Linked DNA regions of Sus scrofa: region 2 is linked to region 1. A link is a contact called in public HiChIP or PLAC-seq data. All regions are on one chromosome and are shown on one strand. Each heading gives the region's core, a stretch centred on a gene start, on an enhancer-like site or on the middle of the called end of the contact. The rest is flanking DNA. Distances are from core to core; before and after follow the strand shown. Region 1 holds the start of BMP2K (BMP-2-inducible protein kinase). Region 2 has its middle 130 kb from the start of BMP2K.

What was found. HiChIP or PLAC-seq counts read pairs in DNA pulled down with a chosen protein or histone mark.
Region 2: a contact with region 1 is called in an H3K27ac HiChIP or PLAC-seq map of alveolar macrophages. The contact joins the enhancer-like site here to the promoter of BMP2K in region 1. A contact is called at or near these places in 6 of 47 Hi-C or Micro-C datasets (alveolar macrophages, brain, embryonic fibroblasts and 1 more) and 2 of 2 datasets of contacts at active chromatin or transcription factors (alveolar macrophages and skeletal muscle).

What each region holds. Positions count from the first base shown.
Region 1 is chr8:138,786,841-138,794,567 of Sscrofa11.1, forward strand. It overlaps BMP2K (BMP-2-inducible protein kinase), which reads right to left and starts at 3,126. Exons shown (of 16, transcript XM_021101897.1): 1 at 2,864-3,126. The coding sequence starts at 3,044.
Region 2 is chr8:138,914,446-138,922,172 of Sscrofa11.1, forward strand. No RefSeq gene overlaps it. Among named protein-coding and RNA genes, the nearest start is that of BMP2K, 130 kb to the left of the region's middle. Within about 2 kb of position 4,861, at least 20 of the 83 cell types and tissues checked have an H3K27ac peak or open chromatin away from gene starts, as enhancers often do. A contact at or near this core is called in alveolar macrophages and liver, where this site is marked.

The DNA of each region.
Region 1 (7,727 bases), core at 1,876-4,375:
AGAAGGCCAGCTGGAATCCAGGAGGTATTGCTCTGCTCTGTTTCAGCTCTCATACTGTAACCAAGTGCTCTTTTCAAGTTCTATGTCATATCATGCTTTTCTCTTTCTTGTGTTCTGCAATAGTGATTCTGTTGTTTAAAATCGCCCCCAAGCACAGTGCCAAAGTGCTCCCTACTTAGTGTTCCTAAGAGCAAGAGGGCTATGATGTCCCTTACCAAGAAAATTATTAGATAAGCTTCATTTACGCATGAGTTACAGGAGTACTGGCCATGAGCTCAATGCTAATGAGTCAACAACTTATGTCAAACAAGGTGTCTCTAAACAGGAAACACACATAAAACAAGGTTATAAACTGGTTGACACAAATGTTGCCAGCAGAGGCTAGCAGTGCCCTAACACTGTATTAACCCTAGGAGCAATGCCTCAGTAGTCACTAAATCACTATATGGCAACTTTATAAAACATAACTACTGTGAATAACGAGAATCAAATGTGTATGGGGGGGAGGGGCAGGCAGCGCTCACACCAGGTTTCCTGAAGATTCAAAGACACTGCAGAGGCCATTCTGAGCAAGCTGCCTGTGTCTGCAGTAGCCTGGCAAACACTCCTCAGGACACATCACCTGCAGAGTCTTGGCTCGTTTAAATAACACTGACACAAAAAGCAAAAATGTAAAATCTACTGTTTTTGCTTCGACCTCTCTCAACCTCCACCCCTCTCACCACTCAATGCTCTACTTCTCCTCAGTTCAGGTTCTCTACACTCTCCTACCTTTTCACAAGCACTTGCCCGAGTTTTATAAACGGGCACATGTGTCTGTAAATTCCTGAACGATCATTCTAGAACGTAAACCACACTGGTGCTTAAACAGCTTGTCTAAATCACAGCATTACTTATTTGGAAAGAAGGGAAAACATTAAGCATCTGAAATAATATATTGTCAGGATCCAAAAGTAAACCGAACATAGATCCTTTGGATTGTGTGCGTGCGGAGAAGAGGATACACAAGGGAACAAAGCCTAGGCCTCAGCCTTCCCTCCAGGGAAGCCCAAATGCCTGGTTCCAGGTGCTGGGGTGCAGAGTGGGGAAGTGCCATCTTCCCCAAGAATTTGCTCAAGCCCTGCTTCCTCCTAGCACTTAATTAGTGATTTTTCCAAGCGGAAGAATGACAAATCAATGGCAAAAGTCAGTGAAACACTCTAACAGTAATATTAGTTACTGAAAGCATTTTTTGTGGTTGAGTGAGTACTCCCTTTTTGAAATTCATTTTTATTCTCATTTTCCAAAATTATTTATTTCTATGGAAAACAGTGTGCTTAGGGTAGTGATAGGACATGCTTGGAGCAGGGGCAGAAGCTACAAATCCAAACTCTAGTTTGATGAAATGTCAATGATTTCATTCTATTAAATAAAAGACCCATCTGGGATTTACTGAAGTGAAGTGAGTGTAGTATTACTCAAGCCACACTTGAATCAGTTACAACTCAAAGACAGAAGTACAGCATGTGAGCTAATAGCCATGTCTTCTAAAAACCTACAATTCAATCTAAATCAACACTTGAAAGTCACGTATAATAAAGAGCTAGGAAATTTTACAGCATAGTAAATCTGTCCATCAATGCCAATTACCATACATTCATCACTGGAGAAGCTAAGGATCCTCCTTCCACCGCTCTAAGGCTCAGCTAGGCTCCTAATGAGGGGCCAGAGCTTGCAAAACAATGATGTTCATCCCTGAATAATCAAGATTTCTCTTCAGAACAGTTCGTAGACAAAAACATTCAGGGTTTTCTCTCGCACTAATTCGCTACTGTTTACAGCATTTCAAAAAACACAAGTGGAATCTCAGTCTACTGTCTTCAAACCACATCAACACCTCTCAGAGAACCAAAGCTACTGTCCTCGATTTCTTCTCTCAATCTCCGAAATTAACAAGGGCCACTTATCAACAAATTATTTCTCGTGAAGTTTTAAAAGTACGTATTTTGTAATATCGGTCTGCGATTAAAACTCAAAAGTCAATGAAGCATGCAACAAGGCAGTATTTCCTACAAGCCAATTTATACAAGAAATAAAAAAACTACAGGATTTTTTTTAATGGAGTTAAATAACTTTTTCTGTAAGCCGACTTGCAGCTGTTGACAGAGCCTAGTAAAAGATAAGGTGGGATCGAACACAAAACTTCTCCAGTGAAAGTTAACCTGCTTTCATATCGCCTTTTCAACTACCGCCAGAGACTTACTGAAATGGTAGGACTAGCACCTTGTCTCAGAGAAGCTTCTAAATAACAAAGATAAGTGGACTCCAAGTTTACCTGCTTCCCCAAAGCAACCTGCTAACTGAAGCTGGGGCAAAGTATCACCTCCATCCCGCGAACACACAGGAATAAATCGTTTTTCACCTGATGACTGAGCAGCAGCAAACAGGCTTAACGCGCGGGCTGCAGGGTCCTGCGCCCGGCGGCGCGGGTGGAGAGGCCAGCGCATGACACCCGCCTGAGCCACAGCTGGGGGAGAAGAGCCCCAATCTTGCTCGGTCTGACCCTCAAATGAGTCACTGGTCCAATCACGACACCACAGCCCTCGCGCTAAGACGTTTCCTATGTATTTCCCTGCGTGGAGAAGGACTGAAAATGACTTAAACTCGTAATCAAAGAACCGTGCACCGGCCAGCGCGGCCGGCGGCGAGAAAAGCCGGCTTAAGAGCGAGACCTCGAGCTACTCTAAGAGCCTCGCTGGCCGGGCAGGAGGCAGAAGGGGGAGCCGAGGGAGCGAGCAGAGAAGCGGGCGGCGACCGGGAGAAGCTACCGCCACACCCCAGCCCTCCCTCACCTGCCGGCCCGCGCCTCCCCGGGCGCCCATACCTTCGGCCAGCGACTCCTCCAGGGTGACCTGGTAGCGGCCGACCGCGAACACGCGGACCCCCACGGACGAGCTCCCGGAGCCGGAGCCGAAGGCGGCCCCGGCCCCGCCGGCCCCGCCACCCGCCGCTCCGCCGCCGCCGCCGCCGCCCTCCGACTTGGGCATTCGAGAGAACTTCTTCATGGTCCCGCCGGCGCGCCGGAGGGCGCGGGGCGCGCGCAAGGGCGAGCGAGAGGGCGAGCGCCCGGCCCGGCGTCCGCGCGGGGCCGCCGGCCCTCGTCCGTCCGAGCGTCCGTGCGCGCTGCGGCCCGCCGAGCCTCACATTCCGCGCGCCCCGAGCGCAGCGCCCCGGCCCCTGCGCCCGCTCCGCGGCTCCGCTGCAGCTGCCGGGCTCCCGCAGAGGGCGGCGAGGAGGGCGGGGACGGGGCGGGGCGCGAGGGGGCGGGCCCGAGCGCGGGGGCGCCGCCGCCAGTGCCCCCGGCGCCCTCGCCGCCGAGCTGGGCGCCCGCAGCGCGAGCCCCGCGGGAGGGCGCGAGGGAGGGAGCTGGGGAAGGGGCGGGGCGGCCGGGCCTCCGGGGAGCGGGCGGGACTCCTCGCGCCGCACGGCCTCTGGAGCGCAGTCCGCGCCGCCGCCGCCGCCCCGGCGGAACCGGAGCCGCCCGCCACTCCCAGCCGTTGGCGGCGCGGCGCCCCTGCCAGCCGCTCTCTGAGGCCGGGCACCCCGCGCAGGCGCGCTGTCTGCGCCGCCGGAAGTGACGGTTCCGGCTCTTGTCACGTGGAGGGGGACGGGAAGGAGGACGGTGGGGGTTGGGGTGCGGGCGATGTCTGGGGTCCCGGCCGGGAGGGTTCGGCCGGACCTGTGGGGTCCCGGCTTCGAGCAGGGAGGTGACCCGGTGACCGGTCTTCTCGCCGCCTGTGCGGCCGGGGCGGGATGTCTCTTCTCGCCTAGGAGTTGGTATGTTGCTCTGGGGGCTTGAAAGTGCCGCCACCAACTTTACCCCCGCGAAGGAACTTCTCGCTGCAGTGCCGAGCCGCTTTTCCAGACCGGCTCCCCTGAGAATCTTCTTCCGCTCGCCCACCCCGGAGCGTGGGAGGTGGGAGCAGCGCGGAGCGAGAGCGGATTCCAGTAACCCGACTTCGGAAGCCGTGCTGCCGCCCTCTGTAGCAGACGCTTGTGCTCGGGAGCGTTTTGCGGTCTATAGGGTACTTTCAAAATCTCATGTGCGCTGTGCAACAGCCCTGTGAAGTATTCGGAACAATTGTTAAGTCCGTTTAGAGACCTTTCATCACTTCTGGCCCGGAGAGCTTAACGGACTCGGGGAAGGTCACATGGCTGGCTTTTGATGGAGCTGCAACTTCAAGGGCCCGCCTTTGATACTTCGTTTCATTCGTTGGGCCGTTTGGAAAAAGGAGGTTAGGGTCAGAGCGTTGGAAAACGGCAAATTTAGGACTGTTGGGAAGCAAAACCAGCTACCCGGTCCCGTCCCCCGCCCGTTAACAAAGAGATTTGCACATTAAAAAAAGAAAGAAAAAAAAAAAGCCCCGTTGCATCCATTTCGGAAACTGCAGTAGTCTCCATGCCTGCGGGGTGAGGCCTGCAAAAATGAGTATGGTGTTAAGACGTTTAGGATGGTAAGGAGTGTGAAATCACAGAGCCTGTGTAACTAGAGCGCCCCAGTCCCAAATCCAGCCTGCCCCCGCCCCCGCCCGGTATGAATAGAGGCCCGCTGTGGCCAAAGGTTCCATTTCTTAAGAAAAGCCAGGAATCTTCTGGATGTTTTTGTAATACGGCATTTCCCAAATTTTTTAAATGTAGGTCAAATAAACTGTACGTGCAGGACGCCAGTGCGTGCCTTCTGTGAAAGCAGATGAATGTCGTTCTGTCCCCACTCCTATTTCTTTATCCAATTTTAAATGAGATACAGGCAGAAACGTTAGAAAATGTGCTTAGGCAAAAGACTCAGCTTCAAATCTTCCATTTTTCCTTCTTGTCTGCTATTTCAAGAGAAGCTATTTCTGCCAACATTAAAACAGTGCTCTGCATTTAGGCATTTTTGCTGCATAACCCACTAAAGCTAAAATTCTTCATCCAGAGACCTGATCTTTAAAACACATTCCTGCTCAATGGAAGTTAGATTTTATGTCAGATAATTGATACGGTGTGACAATTGGGGATTTCCATTTAGAAATAAGCTGACCATTCTTACTGTGGGGATTCACTGTGGATTTGCATTCCTACAACATTTGAATTATATTTTTCAAGCAGGATAACTAAGAAATTTAGTCATTTCGTACAGTTCAGAAGTGCAAACAACCTAACAGGCACAGTGGGAGCCTAACATGATTTCACCTGATGACAACACAAGAGTAAGTAAAGTCTCCTGTGATCAGTTTGGGAGCCAATTTACCACAACAGCTGTGGTTTAAAAAAAAAAAAAAAAAAAAAAAAAAAATTCCTTCTCTGTAGCCATATATATAGCTGACTTTGGATATGGAAGTTGATCATTAGTTTAAGGCGTAGGCCCCCTTTCAAAAATTATGGCTAATACTGAGCAATTCGTTCTTTAATTTTTCACGAAGCACACAGTAAAAATGTGAATATCATCTGATCTCAGAATGTTAACTCCACAATGTTCTACCACAAACCTATTGCTGATAAGGAAGCAAAAACATTGTATTGCTGATAACAACAGGGCCACGAATTTACTCACAGCACCAAAAGATGCTGACATTAACTGTCAGATTCAACTTTGTGAGTTAAAACGGGTGCCCTTCAACCAATGTGTAGGGAGAAAACGAGATACTGATCAGTGCAAAACTGTACTGAGAAGTCCAGTCTTTTAGTTCTGTACTCACTATTAGGCCATGGCTGTGCAAGAACATTCATGTGGGTTTCCTATTGGAAAAATAACACCTCTAGAAAAATAGGGATATTTTGACCATCTTAAACACTGTCATTAGGAGACTTACAGTAAGAAAACACATATTTTTGATCTTTCAAATGTTGACAGCTCTAGTGCTGTAAGAATAGTTGGGAACTAGCCACAAGATAAAGACTTTTAAAAAAAAGCATACTGCTTCAGTCTGCAAAGTTTCATGTTACAATGTACTAATAAAGTCATAGATCATTGCAGCCAACATCTGAGATCCTTGAACAGAAAGGAATTTGACAGGGAAGGGACATTTTTGTCTTCGACTGCAAAAAGCTCTAATCCTTCTTTTTACTTTGACCTCATCTCTTTTGCACTAAGATGGCTCTCAAAGACATATGTGAAGTAAAGACTGACGCAGGTGAAATGAAATATGCCTGTCCCCAAAGGCTCGTTCCAGTGCTGTCATTGCCTGTGTAAGTCATCTCTTCCAATGCCCAATGAGTGATTTTTCCTCACAAGTCACTGTTTTCCTTTTATGACACATCTTCAGTCATTATTGGTCTCACTATGTTTTACTATTAGGAAAAATTGTCCTCCCCATGTAACAGTATTACTTTATACCTATTCAAATGCCCTCTTTCTATGCTTTCCAAACAAGTAAAAGCCCTGAAGTTCATTAAAAGAAAAATATATATATATCTCCATTATTAAAACAAGTGGTTTTTTTTTTTTTTAACATCGCTGACACTTAAATCATGTTAAAACATCATCGCTGCACCTGTAAAAAAAATGTATATTTATGTCTAGGGAAAATAAGAAATCTGAAAATAGTAGTTTACAAAGATGCTCACAAATACTCTTAATAGGAAAAATGACACATTTGGAATGGAAGACTTCTCTGTTAAAGTAGAATAGAATTTTTCCTGCAACTTGACCATGCTTTTAAAAAAAAGACTGCAAGAGGTAGGCAACTTCACCACCAAGAGAAATACCTTGATCTCCCACCTCCCTGAATTGGAGGTGGGGTCCACCAGGCATACAGCACCTCAGCCTCACATTTCAGGACTGGAATATCTTCCACCCATTTGTCCTAGAAAGTGATTGCCGTCACACCCCTGAAAATGTCCCTTCTTGTCAGCCTTTGCGTTTCCCTCCTGTGGCCCCACTGTTCCTCTGTGCCCAGATACATTTATACAAAACTTAGCAGAGCGTAAAATAATTAATTCTAATGGGGCACTTGCGAGGTACCATTGCTATTCAAAAGGGCATTATGGGTAATAACTCAGTAAATCTTCATGACAAAACTGGGAAATAGCATTTCAGACTATTATTCCTGCACTGCAGATGAGACTACTCATTCACAGAGAGATTAGTTTACACAGGCAAGGTCTGTCCTGTGACTTGTAACAGGTTTCAAAAGCAGATAGTATATGGAAGTTCCCTTCGAAGTTCAGTGATTAACAAACCCAGCTGGGATCTATGAGGATGCAGGTTCAATCCCTGGCCTCGCTCAGTGGGTTAAGGATCTGGCGTTGCCATGAACTGTGGTGTAGGTTGGCAGACCTGGCTCGGGTCCCAAGGTGCTCTGGCTGTGGCACAGGCCGGCAGCTAAAGCTCCGATTGGACCCCTAGCCTGGGAAATTCCGTATGCTGCCAGTGCGGCCCTAAAACACAAACAAACAAAACCCCAAAAAAACAAAACAAACAAAACCAGATTTTATGGCTTTATGGCTCATGCTCTTCACCACTGCACCAGGCAGACTCCTTGAAAACTCACAATAAACAGTAGGAGGGCTACTGTCCGAGGTGGTAAAATACCTCCTATGGCCTCGGGCCACATTGGTCACCTAAGAGGCATGTGCCGCCAGAGTTCAGGGACCCCTGCTGTGATAAGTGAGATTAAGTTCTGATTAACTAGGTATTTTTAAAATTAGCAAACATTTTCTGAATATCTACCACAGACAAAGCACTGTAGATTGGTGGTGGGGGGGGA
Region 2 (7,727 bases), core at 3,611-6,110, 130 kb after region 1:
GATGGTACCTCTGAGTTTTCCCATCTCAGAGGGGAGTGCAATCAGGATTTGTCCACTGCCTGCCATCCGTCATTACTCAGTGGCTGTCCCAGGGCGCTGGCCCCCTGGTGCTGCTGTTCTGCCCTGGCTGGGGCCAAGGCAAGCTCTTGCAGCAAGGGAAAGGCTGGAGGCACCTGCAGGAGGAGCAGGTGCCGTGTGTGGATGCTGAGTCGAGGGGTCCTACACTTCCTCTCCAACCGGCTTTACTGTAACGTGGACCTAGACCTGCACCTACCTCCCCAGCCTTTCATCAGTGCGCCAGCCACTCCAGGCACATTATTTCATCCTCTTGACCATGGAAGTCGGCATTGCCCATATTTACATAAGAGGAAAGAAGCAGTTATGGTTAAGTAACATCACAAAAATTACCCAGCTAGTAAATCCTGGGACTTTGACTTAGAGACTCTTAAATCTATGCATTTTTCTAGTAGAGCAGAAATCCAGAGGCAGAATCTTGGGGAATACCCATCATTATGAGAAATGTCTTGAAGCAAGAAGAGCGGGATTGAGAGCAGAGACGGAGGGGTTATTTTAGAGTCATCGTGGGCCACTTTTCCTCTAAGACTGGTCCATGCTCTCCCCTACATTCATTTCTATTCACATAGCTTTCTAAAGCTTGCTGGGCCAGGATTTTATTTTTTTAATCCACAGGCCCTAACACAATTTCTAGGAACAAATAACAGATACAATGCAGTTTTTGGAATAAAAAATGCCTGGTAATAATGTAATGTAATAAGTGCTCAATTTTATTTAACAGTTATGTATCAATCACTTAGTAGGTACCAGGCACTGGGCTAGATGCTAAGAACACAATGATGGACCACAAATAGTCACTGACAGAAGGCACGAATCAATGAAAGACATGGTCTATTTTTCAATATGAAATATACCATGTTCTCAAACTAACTTTAATTATATAGAGCCATCCGCTAATGACAGCCCTTTAACTTTTGCCATTAAGATGAATCTAGTACTCAGCATTTTCTTTCTTGGTCTGAACCTGCCTAGGGTTATTTTCAGCATTTAACATTTAGATAATGTTCATAGGACTGCTGTTAAGATTAAATAAAATAATAACTGCCAAATCCCAAGCATTTTATATAATTTACCACACTTGCTAGTATCCATAGATTATAAGTTTCACAGAAATAGACACTGATTTATTTTATTTTATTAAAAATTTTTCCTGCTTTATGGAGGTAAATTGAAATTTTTGAGAAAGTTGTTTTGTAAATTGTCATATATATAACAAGATATATAAGCTTAAGGTATACCCTACGATGATTTGATATATACATATATTGCAAAACAATGACCATGATAAGCTTAGTTAATATCCATCACACATATAGCTGCAATTTTGGGGGGGGGGGTGTGAGATGAGAACTTGGAAGATTTGCTCTTCCAACAACTTTCAAATAAAGTATTGTTAATTATAATCACCTTTCTGTACATTCCATTCTCAGAACTTACTTCTAAGATACTGGTTTATTTTAATTTACCTGCATGTATATCCAGCTTTTATCATGCTTAGCACAGGAGGTCTTCAGTTAATATCGATGGGCTCAATAATTATTATAGATATTATTAGTTCAATGTCAAAGACTAAGTAAACACTCAAAGAGATTGAATAGATTTTCCCAATTTCTCAAATCTACTTGGGTAGCCGAGTTAGCACAAATGAGCTCTTTCTCACTCCACTGTGACTAAGGGCCTCTATAAGGCATGCGGCACAGTGCTGACCACACCGTGGGCAGTCAATAGTCCTCTTCCTTCATCGCTGCCTCATTAAAGATGTCTTGGGAACAAAGAGCAACTTTGCTGCTTGTCCTCCAGAAGCTTCTCCTCCTTCATTCAGCTTCCTCTCGTGACTCATATTCCTCTCCCACTCCAGGCCCTCTGGCTTCCCCTGTGGCTCAGGGCCGGGCACTGGTGACGCTCTGGACGTTTGCCTGCATGTCTACGATCCCTTCAACTCAAGCTGCGCCCGCCAGCGACGTGACCTTTAGAAGCTGCCAAGTCCCTGTTGCTGAGTGGTTCCTGCTGCTCTGTGCCTCATGAAGAAGGGGAGATGGAAGAGGAGCGTACTTCCCCCTCGGAAAGTATGAGAAACCCCAGACCAAGGAAGTTATGCAAGTGATGGGGAGAAGTTCGTTCAGGGTTTCAGCTCTGCCCATACACCTGTGCCTGGCCTTGGCACATTCTAGAGTTCTTGGCTCTCGATAGCTCAGTGACTGGGAAGCAGAAAACACACAGCCAACTGTTCACTTCTGGTCTGAGAACCTCCTGACCAGTTGCCTCAGATTTAAAGATATGTCACTGCCTTCTTTATCATGGTGGCTTTTGTCCTGTACTAGATGATTTTATGTTCTTGAGCTATAAACTTCCAAGGGACCAATTTTGACTTCAGTACTTGTGACTGTTAGAAGCTGATAATATATCATGAAGTTGCTTTGGGTGGGAAGCCAGGGGGTTCATGAGACCTCCAAGTTTCCAGAGCCTTCTCCCCCTTGGAGAAGGACCTCCAGAGTAAAGAGCTTTGCAATTGCTCTGCTATTGCTTTGAGGCACCAGTGTGAGAGTGTCTGGGACATGGACTTGGGAGCTGTGGATATCTCGGTTAGTATTATGATTCTAGAATGATCTAGTTGTGTGATGTAGGGTGGTACTTAGCCTTTCTGAGCCTCAGTTTCCTAACTGATAAATGGCGATAAATATTACCTACTTGGGAGTTCCAGTCGTGGCGCAGTGGTTAACGAATCCGACTAGAAACCATGAGGTTGTGGGTTCAATCCCTGGCCTTGCTCAGTGGGTTAAGGATCCAGCATTGCCGTGAGCTGTGGTGTAGGTCACAGACTCAGCTCGGATCCCGTGTTGCTTTGGCTCTGGCATAGGCTGGTGGCTATGGCTGCAATTGGACCCCTAGCCTGGGAACCTCCATATGCCGCGGGAGCGGACCTCAAAAGGCAGAAAAAAAAAAAAAGACAAAAAAAAATTACCTACTTGATGGCATTGAGGTTAAATGAGAGAACATCCATAAACTGCTCACACTCAGTGTTAAGAAATGGATGCCCATTATCACTGAAACACCAGGAAGGATGAGAAGACAGTTAACACCTAATGGCTCTTCAGGTCTGTTTTCTGAGAAGAGCATGTGAGATCTTAAAGCCAAAGCTGAATTCCCTCCTCTGAAAGGGAGATAAGAATGTTTGGAAAGCTGCAAAACATTGGTTATTAAACAGACCATGCAGTCCTGTGTCAGTTGCCCTGTATTTTTTTTTTTTTTTTTTTTTTTTAAGGGCCAAACCTGTGGCATATGGAGATTCCCAGGCTAGGGGTCGAATCGAAGCTGCAGCTGCCAGCCTACACCACACCCACATGGCAACTGTGGGATCTGAGCCACGCTGGCAACCTATGCCCCCACTCATGACAATGCTGCATGCTGCGCCACAAAGGGAACTCTGCCCTATAATTATTAATAATAAAACATTTGAAGCAAAAAGGATCATATGTATATACCAGGTATAGCAAGAGAGAATGGGGAATTGAGAAAAGGTGTAAATAGTATCAAATTGTTACTATATATCAGGTGTTGTAGTAGGTGCTCTTTGTTAGGTAACTTTTGTCACCTCATTTGATTCTTCATCTCTTCCACAACGGTTCTAATTATTCCCTCCCTGGGTCTCCTGACACTATGAGTTACATAAATTACTCCCATCTTTTAGAAAAATTGACATAGAACTGACATTAGTTTTAGGCATACAACATAATGATTTGATACATGTATATATTGCAAAATGATTAGCACAATAGGTTTAGTTGACATCTGTCATCACACTGCTACAATTTTTTTTTCTTGTGATGAGAACATTTCAGATGTATTCTCCTGGCAGTTTTCAGATGTACAGCACAGCATTCCAGCTGCAGTCCCCATGCTCTGCGTCACATCCCCAGGACTTATTTTCTGACAGTTCTAAGTCTGTATGTTTGACTACCTTCATCCATTTCATCCACCTCCCAAACCCCGCCTCTGGCGACCACCTGTTTTTCTCTGTATCTACGAGTTCTGATTTTTTGTCTTTTGGGTTTTTTTTTTTGGGGGGGCGGGTTGTTCTTTGGCCAGATCTGCAGCATATGGAAGTTCCCAGACCAGGGATCAAACCCAAGCTGCAGCTTCGATTTATGCCACAGCTGCAGCAATGCCAGTTCCTTAATCCTCTGTGCCACAGCCAGAACTCCGAGTCCTGGTTTTTTTGTTGTTGTTGTTTTTTTTTAGATTCCACATTTAGGTAAGATCATACACAATATTTGCTTTGTCTGTCTGACTTACTTCACTACTCCCATCTTATAAAGAAAAGGAAATAGTGAATCAGCCTCACTCAGTAATTTGCCCAAAGTTACGCAGCCAAGTAGGTGGTATTTGAAATCAGAGTGTAGCTCCAGAGCCTAGAGTCTTTCCTTTATACCCAGGAAGGGGGAGGTCAGGGAGACTGTTTTTCCTGAAGAAAGAAGACAGAACCATCCCACTGGGGAAGCCAAGGGCAGCCCAGGAGAGGGAGGACAACCACAGTGTCCCCAGGGCTGTGACCAGAGAAAGGTGGTGGAGTTTCCCCACCGGGGCTTTCTCTGGGTAGATGATACATTCTGGGAAACCTTGGACCTCCCAAGAAGTTTCTGGCTGTACCTGGTCCAACCAAACTACATACTCAACCCCAGAAGTAAGTGCGAGGAGGAAATCAAGAACGGACAGCTTGTCGCCTCGTGGCCAGGAAGGTCTCCGTGTTGAAATAATTAAAAGTAGACTAAACAGTGGAAAGACTTCGCTTTGTCTTGTCAGCATTGCTCAAGTCAGCCAGAAACGAAAGCAGAAGGCTGAGGAAGAGCCCAGAGGCAGAAAGAGGAAGAAAGGAGCTTTTCTCCTTCCTATCAGATCTTCTCTCTAGAAACATATTCGAACAAACCGGAGACATTCTCTAATCATTTCTGTTGAACTGAGCCCTCCAGTGACAGAGAGCTAAGCTGTGGGGCTGCCGCCCAGAAGCTCTGAAATAACTGTCAGTTGCTGGGGCTGGTGTGCCCTGCCTGCAGCACCGGTGCCACCTTAGAGTCCTGAGGTCCATGGGAGACACAGGAAGAGCCGGAAAAGTAGGACCCTTCCCAGCTGAACGTCACACCATGTCACCCACTTTCAAGGGAAGACCCAGTGTGGACTGTGTCTCCATGAGATGGATCTTGCACAGGCTCCAAGCCGTGACAGGGAGGTCTGCACGGCTGTCAGACTACCTGTCAGTATCTGGAAAACAGGCAATGTAATCCTCAGCTGTCCTGTGGGTTCCACCACAAAGCAGGAGGAAACTAGCTGTTTTCCACAGACAGGATCCTACAGTGAGATTTCTGAAATTAGAGAGAGAAAAAGAGAGAGCGAGAGGGAGAGTGAGAGAGAAGAGCCAGACTTCCCACCAGATACCACAGAAACAGGCAAACAAGCCAACCCGAGGGATGGGCTCTTGCTCTTCAGGTCCAGAGAAGGCTCTTGGGGACGGTGGACGCGCCGTTGGCACCGGCACTGTTTGCTGCCCGACTCTCCCATCTTATCCATACCCACGTAGTCAGGCGCTCCTAGGAACTCATCCTCATCTCCGTGCCAATCTTTACTGTCTTTAAAGCCCCGCCAGTGAATTCCTTTAACACCCAGCTCAGAGTTCCCGCTCTCAGTGAATCCTTTCCTGCCGGATCTTAGCAGTCTTTCATTTGGAGCCCCAAACACCTTTTAAGAACCAAACTTCCTTACATATCATTTTAACATGTGTAAGTCAATGATTGTGAAAACTGTACACATCACAACTAAAAAAAAAAGCAGGACAGCGAGTTACGCGTAACCCCACCATGCAGAGATGAGCAGTGACGGTGTCACGTGTGTTTGAGTCTCTCTGGTGTTCCGTCTTCCCTGTGTGGTTAACACGGTTTTTCCTCCTCTGCAGCAAAATGTCGTGAGCATCTCTCTCATACGCGTGTCTGGGTGTCTGTCTATCTGTACACTGTCATGGTGCATATAGTAGTTCACAGCCTTCTTAATAGCATCAGGCGGAGCATACCATGTTTCACCACAGTTCGTGGTAAATAGCCAGGCCTCGCTTAGGGTAAATGATTGGCTGGGTTGTCCTAAGGGCTCACACGCATTGATCCATTTGATCTGTGTTCTCCGAGGTGGTTGGTTTCATTATTACTCTCACATTTCACAGATAAGGGAACAGAGGGCAGAAAAAATTTAAATTATTTGTCCATGACTAGTACATTTAGAGCTAGAATTTGAACCTGGCTTCAGAGTCTTTTTTTTTTTTTTTTTCCTTTTCTTTTTATGGCCTCACCTATGGCATATGGAAGTTCCCGGGCTAGGGATCGAATGGGAGCTGCAGCTGCTGGCCTATGCAGCAGGCACAGCAATGCAGGATCCAAGCTGAATTTTTGACATTTGACACAGCTTGTGGCAACGCCGGATTCTTAACCACTGAACGAGGCCAGGGATTGAACCTGTATCCTCACGGATACTATATTGGATTCTTAACCCCCTGAGCTGCAATGGGAACTCCTGGCTTTAGACTCTTAGGCACCGCCCTATGTGACTTTAACAGTATTTGTTGAGCACCTAATAACCAGCAGTTTCTTCAGATATCTTATTTGTTACCTCTGGAAGTCAGGAACAACAGTGTGAGAGTCTTGCCTGAGGTCAAAGGGCTGCAAAGGGGGGCAGCCAGGGCAGCCTGGTCCCCAAACCCGGCCACCACCCCCATTGCCCCCATCGTCATCATCATAGTATATTCATCCCCGTCAGATGCTATCCTTGCGAATTAGCCGGATTAGCTGTCTTTACTCTCTCTTCCTCCTTCCCCAGAATATCACATCTTTATTCATCCTTATAACCCCAGCACCTTGCACAGTTCCTGGGCCCTGCTCACCATGTGATAAATACTTGAGGGAATAAAGGACTTGAGGAACTGGTCTGACTGACAGCAACCAAGGAAGACATTTTGCTTAACCTGTTTAAATAGAATATGCAACGCATGATACGAATTTGTCGTGTGAACTTGGCTCTCTAACACAAGACAACAAGAAAAGTTGACATTTACAGTGCTGAAAATCTCTAAACTCCGTGTGAGGGATGTGGCCAAGAGCACCTGGAGAGACCACCGATGCTCTGGCTGCAGCTCTAGAAGGGGGGAGAGTGTGAATTTGGCTCCTTCTCACTCACTTCCTACCTGGGACCTTTGTTCTCCCAGCTCTTGGGGCACGCTGGTGTGTGCAGGCTGATTCCACCTCCATGTCCTTTATCAAAGTTTTCTTTTGCCTGGTGGTTGATACTGTATCAGTTGTTACTTCAGGGCAGAAGCCCAGAGGTCTGTGAGTCTCCCTGGGCCACTTCTAGTTCCACAGTTGGTGCCAAAAGGGCAATCCGGTAGGTTTTATTATGATGATCTTTTAATCTTTTTAGGGCCGCACCCACAGCGTATGGAGGTTCCCAGGCTCGGGGTAGAATCAGAACTGTAGCTGCCGGCCTACACCACAGCCACAGCAATGTGGGATCCGAGCTGCATTTGCGACCTACACCACAGCTCATGGCAATGCTGGATCCTCAACCCACGAGGCCAGGGATCGAACTCATGTCCTCTTGGATCCTAGTCGGGTTCATTA